Linked DNA regions of Mus musculus: region 1 is linked to region 2. A link is a contact called in public promoter capture Hi-C data. All regions are on one chromosome and are shown on one strand. Each heading gives the region's core, a stretch centred on a gene start, on an enhancer-like site or on the middle of the called end of the contact. The rest is flanking DNA. Distances are from core to core; before and after follow the strand shown.

Region 1 (4,863 bases), core at 1,632-4,131, 100 kb after region 2:
CCTCTCTAAGATGTCTGGGTCCCATCTCTTGGCTTAGGTCTGTTGGCATAACAGCCCCGTCTGGTTCCCCACTGTCCTGGGAAGGAACTCTCTGTTCATCTGCGTGAAATAGAATTTTCTTGTCTTGCTCTCGAACCAGGCAGCCTCAGCTGTGAACAACGCAGAAATGGTCAAGATTAAGGCTCGGGACCTGCACGACAAGAAGAAGGAGGAGCTGTTGAAACAACTGGACGACCTGAAGGTGGAATTGTCCCAGCTTCCCGTCGCCAAAGTGACAGGCAGTGCAGCGTCCAAGCTCTCCAACCCCAAGTCCTCACTGTTATTAACCAGACTCAAAAAGAAAACCTCAGGAAATTCTACAAGGGCAAGAAGTACAAGCCCCTGGGCCTGTGACCCAAGAAGACTAGAGCCATGCGTCACCCGCTCACCAAACACAAGGAGAAGCTGAAGACCAAGAAGAAGCAGCGGAAGGAGCGGCTGTACCCACTGCACAAGTGTGCAGTCAAGGCCTGAGACGACAATGACAATAAAGTGCAAGACTGACTGGCAAAAAAAAAAAAAGAATTTTCTTGTCTCTTGGACCCGGTTCCCTCTGCTTCTTTCTTAATTAGAAAAGGGGGTAGGTTAGGGGTCTGGCGGTGCTAAGTGTCATAGTGGTGGTAGAGGGGTGGGCTGGGCAGAAGTGTCAGGATGCTGGACAGGCAGTGGCAGTCCTTACTTTCTGCTCCCCGACTTTCAGCCAGTTATAATGACCTTGACTGATGGTCTTCTTCAAGTCCTGGTACAGACATAGCGAGTGTTGTGCCTTGGGCTGGTTGCCCATGTGTCTGCCTCCCTTCCAGGGAAGGACAAAGAACAGTATGCCCAGGGACAAAAAGCAAAGACTCAGAAAACATGAGAATTGTTTCTTGAGGCCAAAGCTTTCTTTTGGAAGGGTGGGATCCCAGAGCTGGCCTGCTGTCCAGTGGACTCTGCACTGGATTCCCCTTTCTTGATGCCTCTCTTTTCTTCCCCCAATTCTCTCCTCCTCTTTCCTATTACTACAGCTCATTGGCCAGTGGGTTTTGGCTCCCAAAGACAAACAAAGACAGAAAGATAGCATACTGGCCCTTTCCAGTCCAATGCTATGTGGAGATGCTGGCCTTTCCCCCTGGCAGTCTGCTCTCTGCTGGTGCCTCACACGGGCATACACTCCGTAACTCAGATATTACCAACCATGCACGGTCCTTGCTTTTCTTTCCTTTTCACTTTATGGTTCTTTTTTTTCTTTTGTCTTCATTCTTTTCTCATATACTACATCCTGACCTCAGTCTCCCCACTTCCCAGTCCCTCCTTACCACTTCCCCTCTCTCCTTTCCCTTCAGAAAAGTGCAGGCTCCCAGGGACATCAACCAAACCTGGTTCTCTGAAAGGTGAATGTGACTATCTTATTCCTCATGACTTCTCTACACTTCCTTCTGCCTGCGGGATAAAAATAAAAGTCTTTCAAAACTCCCAGGTCCCGTGGCCTGCTCACTCTCCAGTTTTCCAACACTCCAGCCTCATCTGTTGGCAGTCTTATCTCCCACGCTGTCCTGTTAACTCTTTATGGTGTGCCAGAGAAACAAGGCCTCCAGCAAGAAGTCACTCCACAAAATGAGGAAAAATAAGGAGAAAACCTCTAATAAAAATAGTTTGTGTCCAGTTTGGCTAGTGCCCAAAGAGAATCCAGTCCAGCATGGAAATTATTTGAGGCGTATGTGGGTCTTGAGCTACAAAACTTCACCTATGATATCACCTGAGTATCTCTCTAAAGTCCCAGCCCCAAGTTGCACTCTGAACATTAAAACATGTTTACAGAAATGTATGCTTAGCCATTTTAGACCAAACGAGATGCCATCAGTGTTACCTCTAAAGCAGGTCAACATAGGAAGATTTGTACTGTAAAGGTACTGTCACAAATGCCAGCTACTTAGCACCCCAGTTCTTTGCTGGCTGCTGCTATCCAAGGATGTTCTGGCGGCCTGGAACAATCAAACTTTTCCTGGGAGAGGAATGAGAACCAGAACTTTCGATCCAATGCTTACCCCACCCCCTCTTTGGAGTGCCTGACAGAGGCAGGTTCTTGATAGGAGAAAGGGCCTAATGGCCAGCTGTGGGCCAGGGTTATCTTCCAGAATAAGGTTTAAGGGATGATAATCCTAATGAACATATCCATTGCTTCTGAAATTCAGTTTTTAGTATTCTCTTGACCTTGGCTGCCTTTAAGACTCAGCTCAAGTGCTACTTCCCCCAGAAAGCAGTCTGAGGTCCTCTCGGTCTGAGTAATACTTCTAGTGGTTGGTCTCTGTACCTCTTTTCTCACAGGGCCCACTTTAGTGTTCACCCATCTGCTTTTACTCTGATCTCTGGGTTATGTTTCTCCTATACCTAGCAAAAGGCTCAGACCACCCCTCTTGATTATGTTGAGCAAATGACTAATCCACTGAATGAATGAATGAGTGAATGAATGAATGAATGAATGAATGCCAGCCTGTGCTCCCTACATGGATCATGTGCTTACTTCTTAGTCTACTTCCAGGCCAGAAGTGGAGGGCTCCGTCATCTGTTCTCTCTCCTCCTGTGGCTGACTCACACTTCAAGGTCAAGGGAAACTTCTGCCAGTACAAAAGTCTGAGAGGGATCAGATAATCCGGGAGTTTACATATATCCATCCGGGCAAGAATTGGGGAACCAGAACAATATGTCACCAAGTCGTTTCAAGTAGAGCAACTCTTCCCTGGAAGTGTGTAGGCTGCCTCGGTCCCCACTCTATCCATTTCATCTCAGTTTGCCCCCACCTCCTCTGAGTCACGCTGACAACTTCCCTCCTGGTCTCTGGCCTCCTGACCACCTTTCTTCTCATTTGCTTCTTCTGTGGTGACTTGGCAGCTGTCTCCAAGTTGCTCAGAGCCTGCTTCTGTTCTCCAGTCATGAGCTGTACCTGGATAGCCTTTCTTCTGCTGTTGGGTGAGCCTGGGCCTCAGAGAAGAGGGGCTGGGGACTTGTTCCTAGTAAGTCAGGCCCGTGAGATGGAGGCTGTGGTTGAGAGATCAGGACCTTGGTAGGGAGAGTGACTTGGCGTTGGGGTGGGGGGACGACGACGACGACGGCTGAGACATAAGGGCTTTGGATCTGGAGTTTGGAGAATGAGAGAATATCAAAGAGGCCATTTGCGGGGAGAACCCAAGAGATCCTGAGAGTGAGGCAGGTTGGCCTTGACAACCCACAGATTTCTGAAGTAGGCAGAGCACATACACTTCATGGTGATCCTAGAATTCCCCTATGGTTTCCGTGTTCCCTGGGTTCTCCTTCATCAAAGCCCCATGGATAGAGATGGGGAAAATGTGTGTCTTCAAACTCTGATGCTCACTCTGTGGAGACAGAACTGAAATTTAACAGTGGAAAGTAATTCATGAACTAGGGGAAGGAGAGACGAGAGATGAGTCTGGAGTCCAGGACCAGGGCCTCTGTGGGTATTGAGTGTGGAAGGGAGACAAGGGAGTCAGGAGCTTGGGAGATGCAGCTGAGGCGGGCAGGAAGGTGGCCAAGAGGGAGGGGACCTGCTCTAAAGCCTCTCACGCTTCCTCAGGGTTTGTTTCTTGTCTTGGCTTCAACTTGGATGCAGAGAAGCTGACACATTTTCACATGGACGGTGCTGAGTTCGGACACAGTGTGCTCCAGTATGATAGTTCCTGGTGAGGACTTGGTGGTAGCTGTACAGAGTCCCATCCCTCCCCAGCCCCACACTCCAGTGGTATCACCTGCATACTTTCTCTTTATGGAATGTGACAATTTTATTTGTGTTATGAATGCTTTCCTGAAAACAGGCCTTTAGGATAACTTCAGATAGCACTTACCAAGTGCCTACTAAATGCTGGGCTCTTCTCCAACCTGCAAACCACAGGGTGTTCCTTCAGACGTCATTGTACACTTACAAGGAATTGTCTGTCCGTCTAACACATGTTTATGAAATACCTAGATGCCAGAAATGGAGGGCTTCGATTAGGAGAGAATAAAGCACAAAACAAAATACTACCTACCTGGAATTTAAATTGAACCTCCATTCTCCAGCGGTTGTCAGCTCTCTGTCGTGGCTCCTAACTGCAGTGCTCTCTGTCTCCCCACAGGGTGGTGGTTGGAGCACCAAAGGAAATAAAAGCCACTAACCAAATAGGTGGCCTCTACAAATGTGGCTATCACACAGGCAACTGTGAGCCCATCTCCCTCCAGGGTGAGTTACGGCCCCGCCTCAGGCCTGATGCTGAGTTCCTAGGCTATGCGGCCTGTGGAGAGCCCAGGAGTCCCACTTGGCAGCTGCAGCTATGACCATAAACTCAACCTCAGACAAGCTCCTGGGCCTGCCCATTGTACCCCCATGATGCTGCAGCCCCATTATAATCTGGATGTCTGCTTTACCCAAGGGTCCTCCCTGTTAGCCAGGTGTGGGATGAGACCCACTCATCTCTTATATAATATCTTCTGTCCTCAAGGGTGACTATGTACATGTCTATCTCCACAGTGCCCCCAGAGGCTGTGAACATATCCCTGGGCCTGTCCCTTGCTGCTGCCACCAACCCTTCCTGGCTGTTGGTGAGAGCTCTTGGTCTTACAAGAAGGTCTTGAGGGCAGGAATAGGGACATGGGGCTGCTGGGCTGGGGGTTTTATGGAGGTTAGAGGTGCAGGGGCTGGAGAGTAGACCAACAGAACAAGCTCCATTTATCATTCCTCTCTGTCCCAAGGCTTGTGGTCCTACTGTGCACCACACATGCAGAGAGAATATATACTTGACAGGGCTCTGCTTTCTACTGAGTTCATCATTCAAGCAGAGCCAGAACTTCCCA
Region 2 (4,923 bases), core at 585-3,084:
AACAATGTGAAATATCTGGCAGGCATGGAACAAAATGGCTACAGCTATTTTGGGGGGAGTCAGACACACACACCCCTTGTTGGAATGACTTACAGGCTGCAGTCCAGCTAGTCTTGGCTGTGAATGGAAAGTCCAATAATCCAGTAGTGCTCCGTCCACATTCTGAGTCTCACTTGGTCTTCAGTATATGCTGGAATCCCAAAGAAGTAGGCTTCTGTGTTAGTGAAGGAATGGACTTGCTTTCTAGGTGGTGGAAAATAAGCAAAAGGCAAAAGCTTCCTTCTTCTAGGTCCTTACGTAGGCTTCCAGAAGAAGGTGTGGTATGGATTAAAGGTGCATCTTCCTACCTCAAGATTTAGATCATAGGTGCGTGCCTTTCTACCTCGATGGTTTGGACTAGAAATGGATTTACGCAAGCAAAAACAATCCCTCACAGGTGTACCTTCCATTTCTGGATTATAGTTCATTCTAGATGTAGTCAAGTTGACAGACAAGAATAGCCATCACACCCTCACGTCCAGATGTCAGAGATTTACAGCTGTCTTCCCGGGCCTCCAGCTCTTGTGATCTTTTTTGCTCCCTCACTTGAGTGCTTTCTAAGCCTTTGAGAGTGTTATAGATGATGTCCACTTAGGGATGTGGACTCAAGAGTCACTCGTCCCCAGCACTGAGATCTCGTATGAGTCTCAGCATTAACGATCTCCCTCTGCAAAAAAGGAGCTTCTCTTATCAATAATATATGGGTGCAAACATAAACATTTAGCAAGAAGTTCAACAAGTGTTCATTAAGCAGAGCGTGTTGTAGGTCCTCGGTTTGGGTGTGACTTCCTCATCCGTAATCTTCTGAGCAGTTTCACGGTACCAGGCATGTAGTCGCGTGGCTTCAGATCTAATCACAGTGGTGACCACTGATGGCTTTTCTCTCCCAGCAGTCTGCCTGTGGGACTGTTAAAGCCACCTCAGAAGAAGCTCCAGCTCAGGTCTAGGCTGAATCCTCTGTGTCCTGGATACAAAGTGTGTGGCATCTTTAGCAACAGCATCCTCTGGGAGTGCCCTGGCCTACTGCGATGGAGATATCCAACAGTTGGTATTGGGATTTTCATGTAAAAACATATGGTTTCTGGGAGCAGCATGGCCCACACTGTTCTTTGCATTATGGATTCCTGCTCCTTGGGCGGGACTCCTGAGTCCTGAGTGCGGGCTACCTCTATCAATGTCACTCAACTCACTTGGAAGATTCATTGTTTCTGAAAGTTCCTTCTCCCCTCCCCACTGTAGAGATTGGCTTGTTTTCTTTTGTGTGGACCAGGATTTGCCTGCATGTACGTATGGTACCATGTGACAGAGGGCAGAAGAAGGCACTGTGCTCCCCTGGGTCTGGAGTTATGGATGCTTGTGAGTCACCCACCATATCGGTGTGGGAAAAGAATCCGGCCCTCTGCAAGAGTAGCCAGCACTCTTAATCATTGAGTCATCTCTCTAGCCCACTCCACCCCCTCCTTTTTCTTTTGAGACAGGGCTGGCCTCAAACTTTATATAGCCTAGTCTGGCCTCAAACTTGCTATGTAGTTGAAGGTGGCTGAGAACTCTGGATTCTTTTGGCCTCTACCTGCTAAGTGGTAGGACAATAGGCATGTGTTAGCATGCCTCGTTTTATTAATTATTATTTTACTATTATCATTTTTTTAAAGACAGTGTCTCACTGTGGAGACCAGGCTGACCTTGGGCTCATAGATATTCAACTAAACTACCTCTTCCTCTCAAGAAACTAAAGGCATGCACTATCATGCCTGGACTTGAATGCAGGATTTTGCAAGGCTGGGGTGGAGGTGAGTTTCTTAAGAGGAAACTTATGAGTCAGGAGACACCCACATGCTCCACGTGTTCAATTGCTTAAGACCCCAATGGCGGATAGGCTCTTTTGTGTGTGTGTGTGTGTGTGTGTGTGTGTGTGTGTGTGATGGTGCTGGGGATGAACCCAGGGCCTTGTACATACCAGGCACATTACCTACCACCCGGGAATAGATAAGAAGATAGGAATAGCTCTCATTGTATAAACACTTCAGTTTCCCCTGTAAACCACCACAAAATGTTGTAAAACAAATAGTAGGAGCCATCTTAAAAATGAATCCTTTCTTTGTTCCTTTTTTCTGGACTCAGGATTTCATGTAGCTCAGGCTAGCCTCAAACTGTGATGGCTATTCTTGGTTGTCAACTTGATTACATCTGGAATTAACTAAAACCCAAAAATAGAGGGGCATGCCTGTGAGAGACTTTTTCTTAATTTGAAGTGGGAAGTTTCATTTTTAATCTGGATGTATAAGGTAGGAAGACACTCCTTTATTCCAGATCTTTTGAGTTTGGAAAACCCACCTCTAATCTGGGCCACGCCTTCTGCAGGAAGCCTACGTAAGGACATGGAAGGAGGAAGCTTGCTCTCTGTCTGCTTGCTCTAATATCACAAGTCAGCCCATCCCTTCACTGGCATTAGAGAGAGCCTCCTTCTTTGGGATTCCAGTGTATATGTAAGGCCAGCTGAGACATCCAGCCTCACAGGCTGAACAACTACTGGATTCTTTGACCTTCTGTTTATAGGCAGCCATTGTTGGATTAGTTGGCCCATATATGTATATATGTATATGTGTATATGTGTATATGTGTATATGTGTATATGTATATATGTGTATATGTATATATGCATATGCATATGTATATATTATATAACTCTCCCCTTTCTCTGTCTGTCTGTCTCTGCCTCTCTCTCTCTAAGTTCTGTTCCTCTAGAGAACCCTGGCTAATACAGATTTTGGTACCAGAAATAGTTGTAGAGCAACAGAAGTACAGGGATGAGTCTTTAAAGCATCTGGAGTAGGTTTTCTGATTTGACAACACCGACAGTCGTGGAAGCCTCTCCTGTGAGCTTGGAGACTACCGAAAGTACATGGTGTAAACTATTTTACAAACCTAAGGAGACATGAAGTGGCAACTTCTGGTTTCTTTGGAAAGTCAGTTGTGTCGGATGGTGTTTTGCTAAAGCAGACAATGTGAAGGAGTGTTTAGCTGAAGCAGAGACAGGTTGAACTGGCTGGTTTTGTGTGTCAACTTGACATAGGCTGGAGTTACTACAGAAAAAGGAGCTTCAATTGGGGAAATGCCTCCAGGAGATCCAGCTGTAAGGCATTTGCTCAATTAGTGATTGTACTGGCTAGTTTTGTGTCAACTTGACACAGCTGGAGTTATCACAGAGAAAGGAGCTTCAGTTGGGGAAATGCCTCCATGAGATCCAGCTGTGGGGTATTGTCTCAATTAGTGATCAAGGGTTTCAGGCCCCTTGTGGGTGGGACAATCTCTGGGCTGGTAGTCTTGGTTCTATAAGAGAGCAGGCTGAGGAAGCCATGGGAAGCAAGCCAGTAAGGAACATCCCTCCATGGCCTCTGCATCAGCTCCTGCTTCCTGACCTGCTTGAGTTCCAGTCCTGACTTCTTTGGTGATGAACAGCAGTATGGAAGTGTAAGCCGAATAAACCCTTTCCTCCCCAACTGCTTCTTGGTCATGATGTTTGTGCAGGAATAGAAATGCTGACTAAGACAGTGATCAAGTAGGGAGGGCCTCTTGTGGGTGATGCCATCCCTGGGCTAGTAGTCTCGGGTTCTATAAGAACATAAGCTGAGCAAGCCAGGGGAAGCAAGCCAGTAAGAAACATCCCTCCATGGCCTCTGCATCAGCTCCTGTTTCCTGATCTGCTTGAGTTTCAGTCCTGATTTCCTTTAGTAATGAACAGTGGTTTGGAGGTGTAAGCTGAATAAACCCTTTCCTCCCCAACTTGCTCCTTGGTCATGATGTTTTGTCCAGGAATATAAACCCTGACTAAGATACAGGTGAAAGGCTGTTTTGCTAAAGCAAGCACATGAAAGAAAGGACTCATGATGAAGGATTCTTTGCTAGCAGCATGCATGTATTGATTTGGCTTACATTTTGTACTTGAACTGCATTTGTCTGGACTCCATAGAGAGAAATGCATCAAAAAATTCTGGTGATGTGGGGGCAGCTTCTTGCTGCTTCTCTGACTCAGCTGATTGGCAGAGTGATGTCGGCAGATATAGACACATGTGGAGTTTTGGTACTCACGTGCTGAGGCAAGGCAAGGCCTGTGGAGGATGTGTGATGTTTGGAGGACTCTACCGACAGTGAAGGAGGCTTGGCTGGGCCTGCTGGCATAGCTAGCTTTTCAAGCTTCTTGGTCTCAAGTCTTCGCTTCATTGAGAGAGGCAGGGCAAAGAACTTCTGGGATCCTTGATGTTCCTAATCTTTCCTGCTGACCCGTGCCGATTCAGCTGAGGCCTGGCTGTCTCTGCTAGGTTGTGCCACCGCTGCTGATCCATGTTTGCTATCCCAACTCCACCATACTGGGCTGCCTAGTACATTAGTGAAGTGTTTGTGAGTGGATGGAGCTGCTGCTGCAGAATCCTGTGAACTGAACTGCTGATTTCCCTTCGACACAGATAGGATTTGCTCCAAAGAACCATTTCTAAACAGGTCTATTTCCCCTGTAGCCTTTCTTTCCCTCTAGCTCTGGTGGGTGGTGGGCTAGAAGGGAGGTTGAAACATTTAAGAACCATCATTAGAAGTAGGCGTTGAAAAGTGAAGACCACAGAGACAAATGCATTTGATGATCTTGATTAACTGTGAGCAGCAATTGGAGAGCATGCAATTAGCCAGGCTCCATCTGGGTGGCTCTTAACTTCAGTTGGCCATGCTTTATGCCTCACTAACCCATGGCTCCCTACTTCTCTCCACCTTTTCTCTCTCCTCATGGTTCTCCTCAGACACCAAGCCCGGGAGCCCCAAACCCCGCCTATCTCAATTCTGCCCAGCTATAGGCTGTAGGCATCTTTATTCGCCAATCAGTCATAACTTGGGGGG

What was found. Promoter capture Hi-C pulls out the DNA fragments that hold promoters and counts their contacts.
Region 1: a contact with region 2 is called in a promoter capture Hi-C map of neutrophils, with 2.3 times the contacts expected there. The contact joins the promoter of Itgax here to the enhancer-like site in region 2. A contact is called at or near these places in 8 of 39 promoter capture datasets (the C10 cell line, embryonic stem cells, epiblast stem cells and 2 more), 3 of 484 Hi-C or Micro-C datasets (the G1E-ER4 cell line, cranial neural crest and nephron progenitors), 3 of 115 datasets of contacts at active chromatin or transcription factors (the NIH/3T3 cell line, effector CD8 T cells and embryonic stem cells) and 3 of 9 other capture datasets (adipose tissue, liver and pancreatic islet).

Annotation. Positions count from the first base shown.
Region 1 is chr7:128,126,669-128,131,531 of GRCm38.p6, forward strand. It overlaps Itgax (integrin alpha X), which reads left to right and starts at 2,882. Exons shown (of 30, transcript NM_021334.3): 1 at 2,882-2,988; 2 at 3,611-3,716; 3 at 4,149-4,252; 4 at 4,541-4,611; 5 at 4,762-4,863. The coding sequence starts at 2,952. It also overlaps the pseudogene Gm45700.
Region 2 is chr7:128,023,742-128,028,664 of GRCm38.p6, forward strand. No RefSeq gene overlaps it. Among named protein-coding and RNA genes, the nearest start is that of Trim72, 22 kb to the left of the region's middle. Within about 2 kb of position 1,835, at least 58 of the 459 cell types and tissues checked have an H3K27ac peak or open chromatin away from gene starts, as enhancers often do. A contact at or near this core is called in the NIH/3T3 cell line and neutrophils, where this site is marked.